Regions from separate parts of the Zea mays genome. Here region 2 is linked to region 1. Evidence: chromatin contacts called from public Hi-C data. All regions are on one chromosome and are shown on one strand. Each heading gives the region's core, a stretch centred on a gene start, on an enhancer-like site or on the middle of the called end of the contact. The rest is flanking DNA. Distances are from core to core; before and after follow the strand shown. Region 1 holds the start of LOC111590831. Region 2 holds the start of LOC100304239.

Evidence for each region. Hi-C and Micro-C count contacts between places; a contact is called where the count stands out from the background.
Region 2: a Hi-C map of ear shows a contact between it and region 1, with 2.4 times the contacts expected there. The contact joins the promoter of LOC100304239 here to the promoter of LOC111590831 in region 1. A contact is called at or near these places in 2 of 25 Hi-C or Micro-C datasets (ear and tassel).

Annotation. Positions count from the first base shown.
Region 1 is chr2:143,877,548-143,883,742 of Zm-B73-REFERENCE-NAM-5.0, reverse strand. It overlaps LOC111590831, which reads right to left and starts at 2,711. Exons shown (of 2, transcript XM_023301651.2): 1 at 2,489-2,711; 2 at 394-521. The coding sequence starts at 2,711. The coding sequence ends at 394. LOC100276786 reads left to right here and starts at 324. Exons shown (of 3, transcript NM_001150497.2): 1 at 324-516; 2 at 4,391-5,842. The coding sequence starts at 4,490. The coding sequence ends at 5,800.
Region 2 is chr2:144,234,728-144,240,922 of Zm-B73-REFERENCE-NAM-5.0, reverse strand. LOC100304239 reads left to right here and starts at 2,292. Exons shown (of 5, transcript NM_001165684.1): 1 at 2,292-2,373; 2 at 2,875-2,960; 3 at 3,040-3,433; 4 at 3,520-4,133; 5 at 4,246-4,687. The coding sequence starts at 2,901. The coding sequence ends at 4,311. It also overlaps the pseudogene LOC100273355.

The DNA of each region.
Region 1 (6,195 bases), core at 1,462-3,961:
TAATATTCTAATATAATTTGATTTTTAATTTTTAAGTAAAATATAGAGCTCATTACCCCGTAATCACCGCTCTATATCAGCTACGCTATGCAACTCCACGTTGTAAGTTCCTGCGTCTAATATAAAGTACTTTTTCCGAAAAAAAAAAACTAAAAAACAAAAAGAGTCGGGCCAGGGCGCCACACGCCCACAGGTTTTGCCTACCGCCGTTTCTGACACGTAGGACCATGTTTTTCGCCCCGCATGTCAGAGAGAGCGGTCGGGCGGTACCCCGGATACACGCGGCGCGGCGCGTCGCTTTCAGTTCGTGCTCCAGCCTTTTCGTATAGTTTAATGGTTTTCTAGTCGTCCGTCCTCCTCGGTTCTGGCTGCCAACCCCAAGAACTGCCTTGCCTAGTGCCTACTGCCTAGGGAAGGACCGAAGGAGAGGTGCGCGGCTGGTGGCGTGCGAGTGGCAGCGGCGCCGCGGGACTCTTCTCCTCGCCGCTCGCCTGCTGGGTGCGCCATCCCTCGACGGTGAGCTTGTCTAGCCGCTTCCTTTTTGGGACATGGTGTGTTATACTATTGTGTCTAGCTGCCGTTGCGGTTAGGCCAATGTGCTGTTCCTGGTGTGGGGGGAGACCATGGATGGAATAGGCCTTGGTGGAATAGTGGGCGATTCTTGCTCCGTTGGTAGGCTGTTTGATTCTAGGACTCCTGCCATCGGCGCAGATTCGTTCTTGTTCATCATAGGGGTCGCGGTAATCGATAGATGGTGGAGTTCGTTCTTCACCTTTGATTGAAGCTCCGCCGAGTCTCAATTATATAGGGCTTAGTATGGCATCAGTATGGGATCTATTGGGCGCTAGGCGAAGAAATGATTTCCTGGTCGTATTGGCTCTGCAATTTTGCCTTGTTCATTAGAATGGACATATCCTATTATCCCAATGTGAATATGATGCTTGCTGCATCGGTGTTATCCTAAAATCATTATTAGATACAGATAGCTCTTTCAGAAGGAATCCTTGTCTTGGATGAGGTGAAGAAGAGCTCCCTATTCCTTTGTATGTTCACTATCTGGTTACCCATTTAGGCGGCCAGTTTGTTGTCAACAAACCCATTGCTGAAGCACGAAAATACTGCCACTAGCTATAGCTATCACCGCACTAATTTTATGGAATTTTTTAGATACTGAAGTCACTCACCTACTCCCTTGGTCCCACAAAGAATACGATTGTAGGACCTGACATGGATACCAATTATGGATGTGAAATTGCAATAATACATTTGGAAAATCTCAATCCCATTCCAGACTCTTCGTCCTCAGAAGGTTCCCGACTGCGTCCCATAGCTACCTCATCATCCTTGCCCTGAGTACCACCGCTCGCTCGCTTGGATCCGATTCCAAGCTTCCTCGTCTTCAGGTGGTTTCTGGCTGCTTTGTGGCCCTTCCCATGCCGTGGTATCCCCACACGCGCCACCACCTTCTAGCATCCACACGCCTCTCCATCACGGCATCGAACTCCCTGCTCCTCCACGTTAGTGCAAGGAGAGGTGAATGATGGCTGCTGGAACAAGCACTCCACGTGACCACACACCACCACTCCTCTCCGAATGCTTGGATGGCATCCGCAGTAGGGGCTTGAGGGAGGTCGACGATGCTGCCAAGGGCCGTGGCCATGACTGGGGCAGGGAGCTTGGCATGGGCGGGCTCACAGCGCGTGAGGATAGAGTTTCTTCCCTGCGTCTTGGAGCAGGAAGTTCTCACCGGAATCTCAGGAAGATGTGGGAGAGCAGGTGCATCGTGTACACTGCACAGTTGGAGAATGGGGTGGTGAACGAGTGGACGAGATGCTTATGGTTCTGGGCGTCCGTTGAGGAGGTGTGCGGCTGATTTTTTAGCGGATCCACAAGCTGGTGATGACAGAATGCCTACGGTTGCACTTAATTTGGGACAAAATTTGAACCATACAATTGCTGGTTTTTTTTTGGGTCGGAGGGACTACTCTAGGGCTCAGTGTTATATCAAAATGGCATCTTTGAAGGCTAGGTGAACAAATGGTTCTCTTATATAAGTCAATAGTCAATACAGCTGATTTGGTGTGGATTCATGTTTGCCCTGTGTATATTAGTACATAAGTGTCCTGTTACCCCAATCAAGGCCTCTGTTTCAAAGGCGTAGTGTAGGTGTCCGGGCAGATCCAGCTCTCCTTGAGGGGGTCTTGTTACGCCTTGCGCTTAGGCGATAAGTGTACCCAGCTTGCCCTGGGGGGGGGTCGCCTTGTCGCCTATGAAGATCCTGGCTGAATTTGTTCTTTCTAAAATCTGATGCTTGATGCCTCGGGTGAGGAGCAGAACAGTACTCATACATATTTTTGTTTAGACAATTTCCCACTTTAGCATTGGGTTCCAGTTTGCTGCCAGTAAACCTGCTGCTGAAGTATGACAAGACTTCGCTAGCTGATCAGTACACTGCCAAGTCCAGCTACCATCGGTTCTTCACCCATACTATTTCCTTTCAGCCTTGCAGGCGTATTTGGAAGATCTGGGCGCCGTTGGAGACTTGGAGTGCAAGTTCTTTCTCTGGATGGCGGCACACGAGCGGTGCTGGACGTCAGGCCGCGTGGCTCACCATGGACTGCCTGTCTGCCCCCACCCTCCACGCTGCCCTTTATGTGACCAGGAGACGGGCGGGCCCCATTCAATTCAAGGGTATTAAAATGAATACCCATTATTTGTATAAAAAATAAATATATACATATATATAGTATATATATACATGGAAAATAGGAAATAAATCAAATAAATGAAGGAATATTTTTAACTTGGACCAAATATCTCCTTCCCGTCTCCCATACCTAACCAGCCCAATAGAATGTCGTGGCCCATGAGACTCAACAGAGCGACAAAGTCCACCTCAGTACCTCACGGGAAAAAAAATCCCCAAACCCTATTGTAGTCGCACCATGATAGAGCCACCATAGCGCTAACTGCCAAGTCGTGGTCGCGTCTTGCTGCCCTCGCGTGCCCGCATGGAGACACGAGCACCTCTGTCGCCCCACCGCGGCTTTGTGGTGCCACTAGGTGCCCATACCTGACTGGCTAACTGTCGCTGCGTCGCACTTGGCCTTGTTGTTGAGTCGCCCGTCATCCGAGGCTTCGATCCACCGCAGTCAGGGTGCCACCGCGTGCCAAGACAGACCCCTAGGGGGCAGGGTCCGTGCCAATGTCCAAGCCAACCCAGCCGGCAGCCACCTGACCCCGACCTCTCCTGCTTGGCTGCTTGCAGTACTGTGCTGCAGGTGGGGCATTAGCGATTGAAAGAGTCAAAGAGGCAAACAACCAGCTAGCAACTGAGCAACAACCAACATGTGCATTTTGATTTAAAACTTTTGAAAAAGTTGTATCGAATTTGAGTTTAGTAGACTAGCTATTGAATCAGTTATGACCATATCGTGTGTGCTTAATTATAGATTATATATATGCTGATAGACAAGTTTTAGGTCTTCCAAAAAAAGTTTCATCCTAAACTTTCCAATACCCACCCTCTAAATCCTGGGCCCGCCACTGCCAGGAGAATGAGACTATCAACCATGTCTTGATATCTTGCGTATTCTCACGCCAAGTTTGGTTTGTTGTGCTTCATCGTCTGGGACTTGATGTCCTTGTGCCATCACAAAATGACGACAAGTTCCAAGCATGGTGGCGACGAAGCACGTGGAGGGCACCCAAGGCAGCGAGGAAGGGTCTAAACACATTAGCCATCCTCGTTGCTTGGATGATCTTGACACATTGGAATTAATGCGAGTTTGATGACATCTCACCGTTGGAGGTGAATGGTGTTACATGAGGTGAACAACCCAGGTCACCTTTGGGCGATGGAAGGAGCCAAGGCTCTAGTCTCTCTTCTAGGACATTAGCTAGGCTATGCTGTTTGTATCTAATTTAGAGTGCGGATGTACAAGAAAACTAACCCAAGCTGTGGAATCGACATATATTTGGACTGTTTTGTCTACCTATTAATGAAACGAGACGCAACCTGTATTTTCGAGAAAAAAAGCTGCTGCACCACTAATTTGGGAAAAAATTCAATGACCTAGGTAAAATGGCTCCCTGCAACTTCAATTACAGCTCTGATTACTTAACTCGATGCAGTCCCTGCAACGTTTCCTTTTCATGCCATCAGGAAGTTTTGCTTGTCTGAATGGTCTCATTTGTATACCACTGCAAATTATCTCTAGAGAAATATGGTACTTAGTTAATTGTGTCATTGAAGTCCACATTTTCCTTCGATCTTAGTTGATCCTGCTAAAAATTTGAACTCTGGCTGTGATGCGTGGTTTCACACATATAAAAAAGGGAAATATGCATGAATTGGATTTTAAAGTTTAATCCTAAATTACTTTTCCAGGTGACACCGTGATATTGCTGTGAAGTTTTGTGGCACTTCCTGCATCCCTTATATGGTATTAACAAAAATTTTAATTGTCTGGGTGATCCATTTGAGCAAATGGAAGGCAACGATGTACCCCTTGGAAACATGTTGCAAGGGGTTCCCTATGAAAGTTTAGACTTACGTGGCAGCTCTATGCAAAATTATGCTCCAAACTCAGGAAAACATATCTTCAGCAGCTCCCAGATGCCAGGTACTTTCACAATGTCTATGACCAGGGCTACAGAGCCTGATGACTTTCCTGGGTTTCAGTTCAAAGAACAGGGAAAGAGTGATGACCACCACCACCAACACCATAGTCATCACTCAAAGAACTGCAAGAGTGATGGTGAGGAACATGTTGTGGCTGAAGATGCTACTGATACCCCAAGTGGCAAAGGCAAGAAGGGCTCTGCATGGCATCGGATGAAGTGGACAGATTCAATGGTAAAACTTTTGATAACAGCAGTGTCTTACACTGGAGATGATCATGGTGCTGATTCCGGCGGTGGCAGGAGGAACTTCACAATAATGCAGAAGAAGGGCAAATGGAAGGCGATATCGAAAGTTATGGGAGAGAGAGGCTGCCATGTGTCACCGCAACAGTGCGAGGACAAGTTCAATGACCTTAACAAGAGATACAAAAGGCTGACAGACATCCTTGGTAGGGGCACTGCATGCAATGTTGTGGCTAATCCAGCACTTCTTGATAGCATGACTCATCTTTCAGATAAGATGAAAGACGATGCAAAAAAGATACTTAGCTCAAAGCACCTATTTTATGAGGAGATGTGTTCCTACCACAACAACAACCGTGTAAATTTGCCTGAAGATCATGCACTTCAGCATTCACTACTGCTTGCCCTTAGATGTAAAGAGGAGCATGATCCTCAGAGGGATCCAAGTGGAGATGCTGATGAATACGATCAAAGTGCTGATTCTGATTATGAGGAGAATGACGACGATCAACATCCTGTGCATATAAACATGAGGGAGCCCTCAATGCACAAAAGGAAGCGCCACAGTGATGTGGCTTTGGTCACATCAAGTTCTCATGAAGGCAGTGAGAGGTCTGATCCCCATGCTGTCACAGTGGACATCAACAAGGCTTTCACAGATGCAACCAACATGGTTTTGTTGCAACAAGACTTGGCTTCACAAGCCATAGAGATTCAGAAACGTCGCTTGCAGATTGAAGCAAAGGAACTGGAACTCACAAAGCAACGTCTTAAGTGGGAGCGGTTCAGGAAGAAGAAGGACAGAGAGATAGAAAGGATTGCATTGGAGAATGAACATATGATGATTGAGAACAAACGCTTGGAGCTTGAGCTGAGACATAAGGAGTTAGAGCTAGAGCTGAAGCTGAAAGACAAGGGGAACCATCCGTAACTTTTGCTTGACCAACACTACAGTATGTAAGATGGTAAACAAGTAAGTGGGCTTTTGAACTCTCTTTACTATGGAAAGGCTTTATATTCATCATCTTGAGCAGCTATTTTTATTTGAACCTTTTCCATTTTGATTTACTTTTTCTGAACACAATTTTAATTTGCTAGATATGGAACTCTCTTGTTTGTGTTTTCTGTTAATATAGACATTTTTTATCCGTATATTTAAAAGTGTATCAATGTTTGTCGTTACAGGGAACCAAATACATTTGTGTCATGATTTTTAAGCCAGGCAATTCATAATACTTTTTCTCATATTTGCATATAAGAAAACCATTGCTTTAATCATCAACATGTGATTGGCTGCATTTACCGTATATATGCTAATTGCAGTCA
Region 2 (6,195 bases), core at 1,043-3,542, 360 kb before region 1:
GGTCATCAATTTCTTGCACCGGTTTAATGAATGTTACCAATTTTATCTTATAACTAAATAAAGGCAATGTTCGATGAAGTTAGTAGGTATTTGTACATTCAGCTTCAGGAAAAGTTGCATTTAGAAATAAAGGTACAACGAGGGCATTTGGATAATTCGTTTTCTTATTGGGCATGCAATTATATCAATACCTAGATCTTGAACATAGGCATCTATCACCGCTCGAGGTAGTAAACACGAGTACAATGGCTCATTCTTACAACGCTACACGATCATATTTGATATTTATAAAAATAAATTTAATATCAAAATAAACATATAATCTATATATCAGATATTAAACTGATAAAAATAAATATTATACTTTAACTTAGCTAGAATATCAAGAAAGATATGAGTTAAAAAAGCTCGACCCTTTTTTTATAGCTCGCTCGGTCGCTCATCTTTTTCCGCTAGCGATGTGGTATTATGTGAGAGCTTTATACTACGTGTGGCTTACATGTTGGGATTGAGTGGTTTCTCATGGTCCATCTATTGTGTAACGACCCATCTACAATATAACGATCCACTGTTAGACGAGAGGAGTTGTGAAATAGCACTTAAAGAAATCTATGTGTGGATAAAAAGTCTTTTGAGAGCATCTCCAATAAGATGACTCAAAATAGTGCCCTAAAAATCAAATACTATATTATTTAAAGTGTTTAGGGCAATAAAAACAAATTAAGCTTCAACAGTTAAGCACTAAATCATGTTTTTAAAAGTAAATTATGTTATTAGAAAAAATATATTAGGAATGATGTAGAAAACAAAGACATGACACTAGTCTAAGGTATAATATATTTATGGTACTTTATAGTTTGCCCTATATTTTTTTATAAAAAATTATAAAATCAGAATATATTTGTATGAGTTAAGACTTATATTTCAAGATATAACATTGATTTAAGACGCCATTAAAAATGCTCTCGGATTGTTAGTGGTAATATTCACATATAAATCGTTTTAACCGCATCTAATTTTTTGATCGCCTAACATAAACAAGAACACAAAAGGTCGTATTTTTTAAAAGAGTGCACCTGCCTATACAAATGAAAAAAATCTGCCATTTTACAACCACCTATTAGCTACAGTTAATGGATGAATAAGATGACAGAGAGGAAGCAGAGGAAGGAGATGAAAATGGGGAAATTTAGAGTAGTGTATATAGAGTTTTAGTTTTTCCATAACCCTCACAAGACCAGTCTCCTTATATATCATTGGTTACCACGCAGGGTACTGTATGCCGCGGTGACAGGTGGTCGTCCGGGCACCGACCCATGTGCTCTGAGCACGCCTGGCTTGTTGTAGCCATCGGCGCGTGGATCACGCGACCACTGGATCTCCATCTTTGACACCTTGGTGGCGACGTAGTCCAGGGACAAGCGTAGGGCATCGATCGTCGAGTCCACGCGCGGGCGCCAAGCCTCGACAGAGCGCACGGATGACTCCGGCGCCACCATCCGAGAGTTGGTGGCCGCCTCGATCTGGAGCAACTTCAAGTCGGTCTCGCTGTATGCAGCCGTTAGGTGAGCCTCCACATCGACGCACAGCAGTGGAGAAATCAGACATTGATCTGACCGATTCGGCGGCACGCTGTTCCAGCAACCTGACACGGGATTCCCATTTGGATCGATCGCCTGGAGACGTTTATCCAGCTCGAATAAGAGGGATCTGGTTTGCGACTCGAGCACTAGGATAAGGGTAGAATCTATCGAAGTAGAAGACATCATGGAAGAGGCCTAGGACGAACGAATCTGATACCACTTGTTAGCTACAGCTAATAGAGGAATAAGATGCCAGAGAGGGAGCAGAGGAACGAGAAGAAAATTGGGAAATTTAGAGTAATGTATTCATAGTTTCAGTTTTTCTATAACCCTCACAAGACCAGTCTCCTCCTTATATATACTGGTTAACACGCAGGGTAGCCACACACAACGATTAGAGCCACTCGGGTCCATGGACACCGATATTAACCCGGCGAGTACGCTGACCACGCCCGAACACCCGAACAGCTGCTGACCAGCATCTTGTGGTTGTGGTTCCTCGTGTGTGACACCTGTGGTAATACGGTTGTGCTGACACCACCCATTTTGCAATCACAATTAACTAATTCAGACCTGGGTAGACACTATTCCCTGTTTCATTTTCTGTCTTTTCTTTTTTTAGTTACTACTATTAATTTTCTCTCACCAGGACGAGCCTATAAAAACCGGCGAAATCCTTGGCTCTCCTCTCCTCACTTGGCCACCATAACCACAACCTCTTCTCCCCTGTTTCCTCTCGTGCGTTCTCCGCAGGAGCGAGGAGGGCTCGCGGCAGCGGCAGGGTCTCCGGGTACGTCGTGAATGAGAAGAGAAAGGGTTGGAGGAAATATTTCCGAATCTGTTTCCATTACGATTTTGGTGGCGTAGAATTTGGTTTCAAACGCGCAGTTATGCGCACACTAGATCAGATCCGACTTGTTCTGCGGCATTCCGATTGCTTGGCCCTTTTTTGCCGATTAGTTATCTACGTAAACCATGGTCGGCATAATGCGTTTTTGTTTATTGCCTTGGTCTCTGAATAAAGGTAGTTATTATTTGGTTCTTGGGTAATGGAGTGCCATTGAATGGTCCCTGCATAGCGTGGTATTGGTTCTGTAGATTTAGATGAATCACAGTGTCAAGAGAGACAAGATTCACCTGAATCCTCTGCTAAATCTGAAAAATAGAGATGATCCAAGGTCCTCTGCTGAAAATGCAGTTTTCTTGTTAATACCAAGCATTCTGCCGTTTCCTATTGAGATAGATATTCTGTTACTGATTTTTACCCTAGCTTGGTCTCCTCTCCTCCTAGTGTTTTTGTTCCAGAATCTGTAGCAAATGGCTGACGGCGAGGACATCCAGCCCCTTGTTTGTGACAATGGAACTGGCATGGTCAAGGTTTGTAGTTCTTGTTCACGCTGCTTCATGTTCAGTAACATTGTTCTGTTAATTTAATCACATCACAAACTACTGGCAGGCTGGTTTTGCTGGTGACGATGCGCCAAGGGCTGTTTTCCCAAGCATTGTTGGACGCCCACGTCACACTGGCGTGATGGTTGGCATGGGGCAGAAGGATGCGTATGTTGGCGATGAGGCTCAGTCCAAGAGGGGTATCCTGACTTTGAAGTACCCGATCGAACATGGCATTGTCAACAACTGGGATGATATGGAGAAGATCTGGCACCACACCTTCTATAACGAACTCCGTGTTGCGCCTGAAGAGCACCCTGTGCTGCTGACCGAAGCCCCACTCAACCCAAAGGCTAACAGGGAGAAGATGACCCAAATCATGTTTGAGACTTTCAATGTTCCTGCCATGTATGTCGCCATCCAGGCTGTGCTTTCCCTGTACGCCAGTGGACGTACAACTGGTAATGACTCGTTCACATGGCGACCAAATTTCATTAGGACTTACAAATTTTCCCATCTTAATTATGGGTTGCTGTTCATCATTCAGGTATTGTATTGGACTCTGGTGATGGTGTCAGCCACACAGTGCCAATCTATGAAGGTTATGCCCTTCCTCATGCCATCCTGCGCCTTGACCTTGCTGGGCGTGACCTGACTGACAGCCTGATGAAGATCCTCACTGAGAGAGGTTACTCCTTCACCACCTCTGCTGAACGCGAAATTGTAAGAGACATCAAGGAAAAGCTTGCATATGTGGCTCTTGAATACGACCAGGAGCTCGAGAATGCCAAGAGCAGCTCATCTGTGGAGAAGAGCTACGAGCTGCCTGATGGTCAGGTGATCACCATTGGGGCAGAGAGGTTCAGATGCCCTGAGGTCCTCTTCCAGCCTTCCTTCATTGGTATGGAAGCTCCTGGCATCCATGAGACCACCTACAACTCCATCATGAAGTGCGATGTCGACATCAGGAAGGACTTGTATGGTAACATTGTGCTCAGTGGTGGCACGACCATGTTCCCTGGTATTGCGGACCGTATGAGCAAGGAGATCACTGCCCTTGCGCCGAGCAGCATGAAAATCAAGGTGGTGGCACCGCCTGAGAGGAAATACAGTGTCTGGATAGGAGGATCCATCCTTGCCTCCCTGAGCACCTTCCAACAGGTTAAAAACTTACACCTTTTTTTTTATTTGCAGCTGCAATGGCAAATATTGCAACCTTTCAGTAGTTCCAGTATCTTCTTACTAAAAACATGCTCTGGTATTTATGCTACAGATGTGGATCTCAAAGGCTGAGTATGACGAGTCAGGACCTGGGATTGTTCATCGGAAGTGCTTCTAAGCTCTGGGTCCCCCTTCGGCTCCATTTTATTTATTCCTTGAGTGTTTTTCATATAAGCTACTATGTTTGGGATTGCATGCCTTTGAGCAGGCAATGTTGTTGAATTTATATTTTGGGATTTATATTTTGTGGCTCACTACAATGCATACATTGCTCCAGCTCCTTTCCATGCCAAATTTGTTGCTAGTGGTGAAAACATCAACCACAAAAAAGAGAGGATGGAAATTAATAAAGTACCTAGGATCATATTATAACTGTACTTGTCGAGTAACACTATTGGTTCTCTTTGTACATCCATCTCTGAGACATGCAATTCATTTGCGACGTGTTTGGTTTGATGTAGTGTAAGGGTATAGGACAGTTATCTGATAACGTTACATGTGTTTGTTATGAGTTCTATTGGAATCGGATACATTAGAATCGGATACCACAGTATAGAAAACTCAAACCCTCCAACCCTAGCCGGAATCAACGACCCGATTCACTCGCTCGGCGCCGCTCGAGCCTTCCTCCTCGGACGCCAGTGCCACGCCGCGCCGCCACCCAGCCTCCCTCCTCCTCGGACGCTAGCCGCCGGCGCCAAGTATTCGCCGCCGTCCAGGTAACAAATCCTGTTCTCTCCGAATCTCAAGTTTGCACAGAGTCCGTCTCACCGAATTCCCTAGAGTCCGTTTCTCCGTCTCTCCGGGTCTGGTGGCCACACCTCCGAAACCGGCTCCTTGTTCCTGTCGCCTGCCATCGGCGACAGATGCAACGAGACGCAGCGGGATGCTAGCTAGAGCGCGCGCCACCACTGTTTCCGTCCCGCTCAGGGCCGTGACTTGACTGAGCCTCAAGATTGCTGCTGCTGGAATCATTCACGGGCTTCGGTCTAGATGATGACTGATGAGCGACGACTGGGACTTGTGCGTGTTCGCCAGATCTAGCTAGCATCCCGTTGTCAGCCTGTTCCTAATCTAAACGGAGCAGCAATGGACAGCATTCTTGGACGACGACGTGGGGCACAGTGGGCAGCTCTGTCCATGTATTTATCTGACTGGAATAGCCAAAGCCAGCTCTGTCCATCAGCTCTGGATAGCTCTGCCATCAGCTCTGTCCATGTATTTATCCTCAAGAACTCATTTGATATTCAGATTTATCCTCAAATCTGAAACCGACTGCAGTGAGCAGCCATGTCGTCTGTTTAATTTATTTGATGTGCACAATGATATCCAGATTTATATGAAACTCATTTGTTGACCTCCAGATTTATTCTCAAGAACTCGACGAAGGAATATGGCATTTAGGGGTATCTTGAGTTCTCTCCTTGTCACGTACTATTATGTCTGGTTGCTCATGGGATTAGCATATAGAAGAAAATGTCTGAGAATAGAAAGAAGGTTAAGAAATAGAGAGCGTAGGATGGAGAATTTAAATGAACTCATTCGTGAGAGTGATAAAAAATGTATTAGTGAGCTTCGTATGGATAGAAGAACTTTATTTATTTTGTGTGAGATGCTTAGAGATGTTGGTGGGCTAAAGGCCACACGCAATATGACCATAGAGGAGATAGTGACTCATTTTTTGTATACATTGGCTCATCATTTGAAGAACCGAACAATTGGAAGGTTTTTCTTTCGAAGCGGCGAGACAGTTAGTAGACAATTCAACTTATGCCTTCTAGCTGTTCTAAAGTTGCAACATTTGCTTCTTAAGACCCCTGAGCCAATTCCAGAGAATAGCACTGATAATACTTGGAAAAACTTTAAGGTAAATACATAAGACCTATAAGGTTCTTTAGTTTTTCTTCAACTTTAAATAGACACATTGAAGTGATATTTCTTTTATGAAATGTCTGTAGAATTGTTTGGGTGCATTAGACGGAACCGCTATCAATGTAACTGT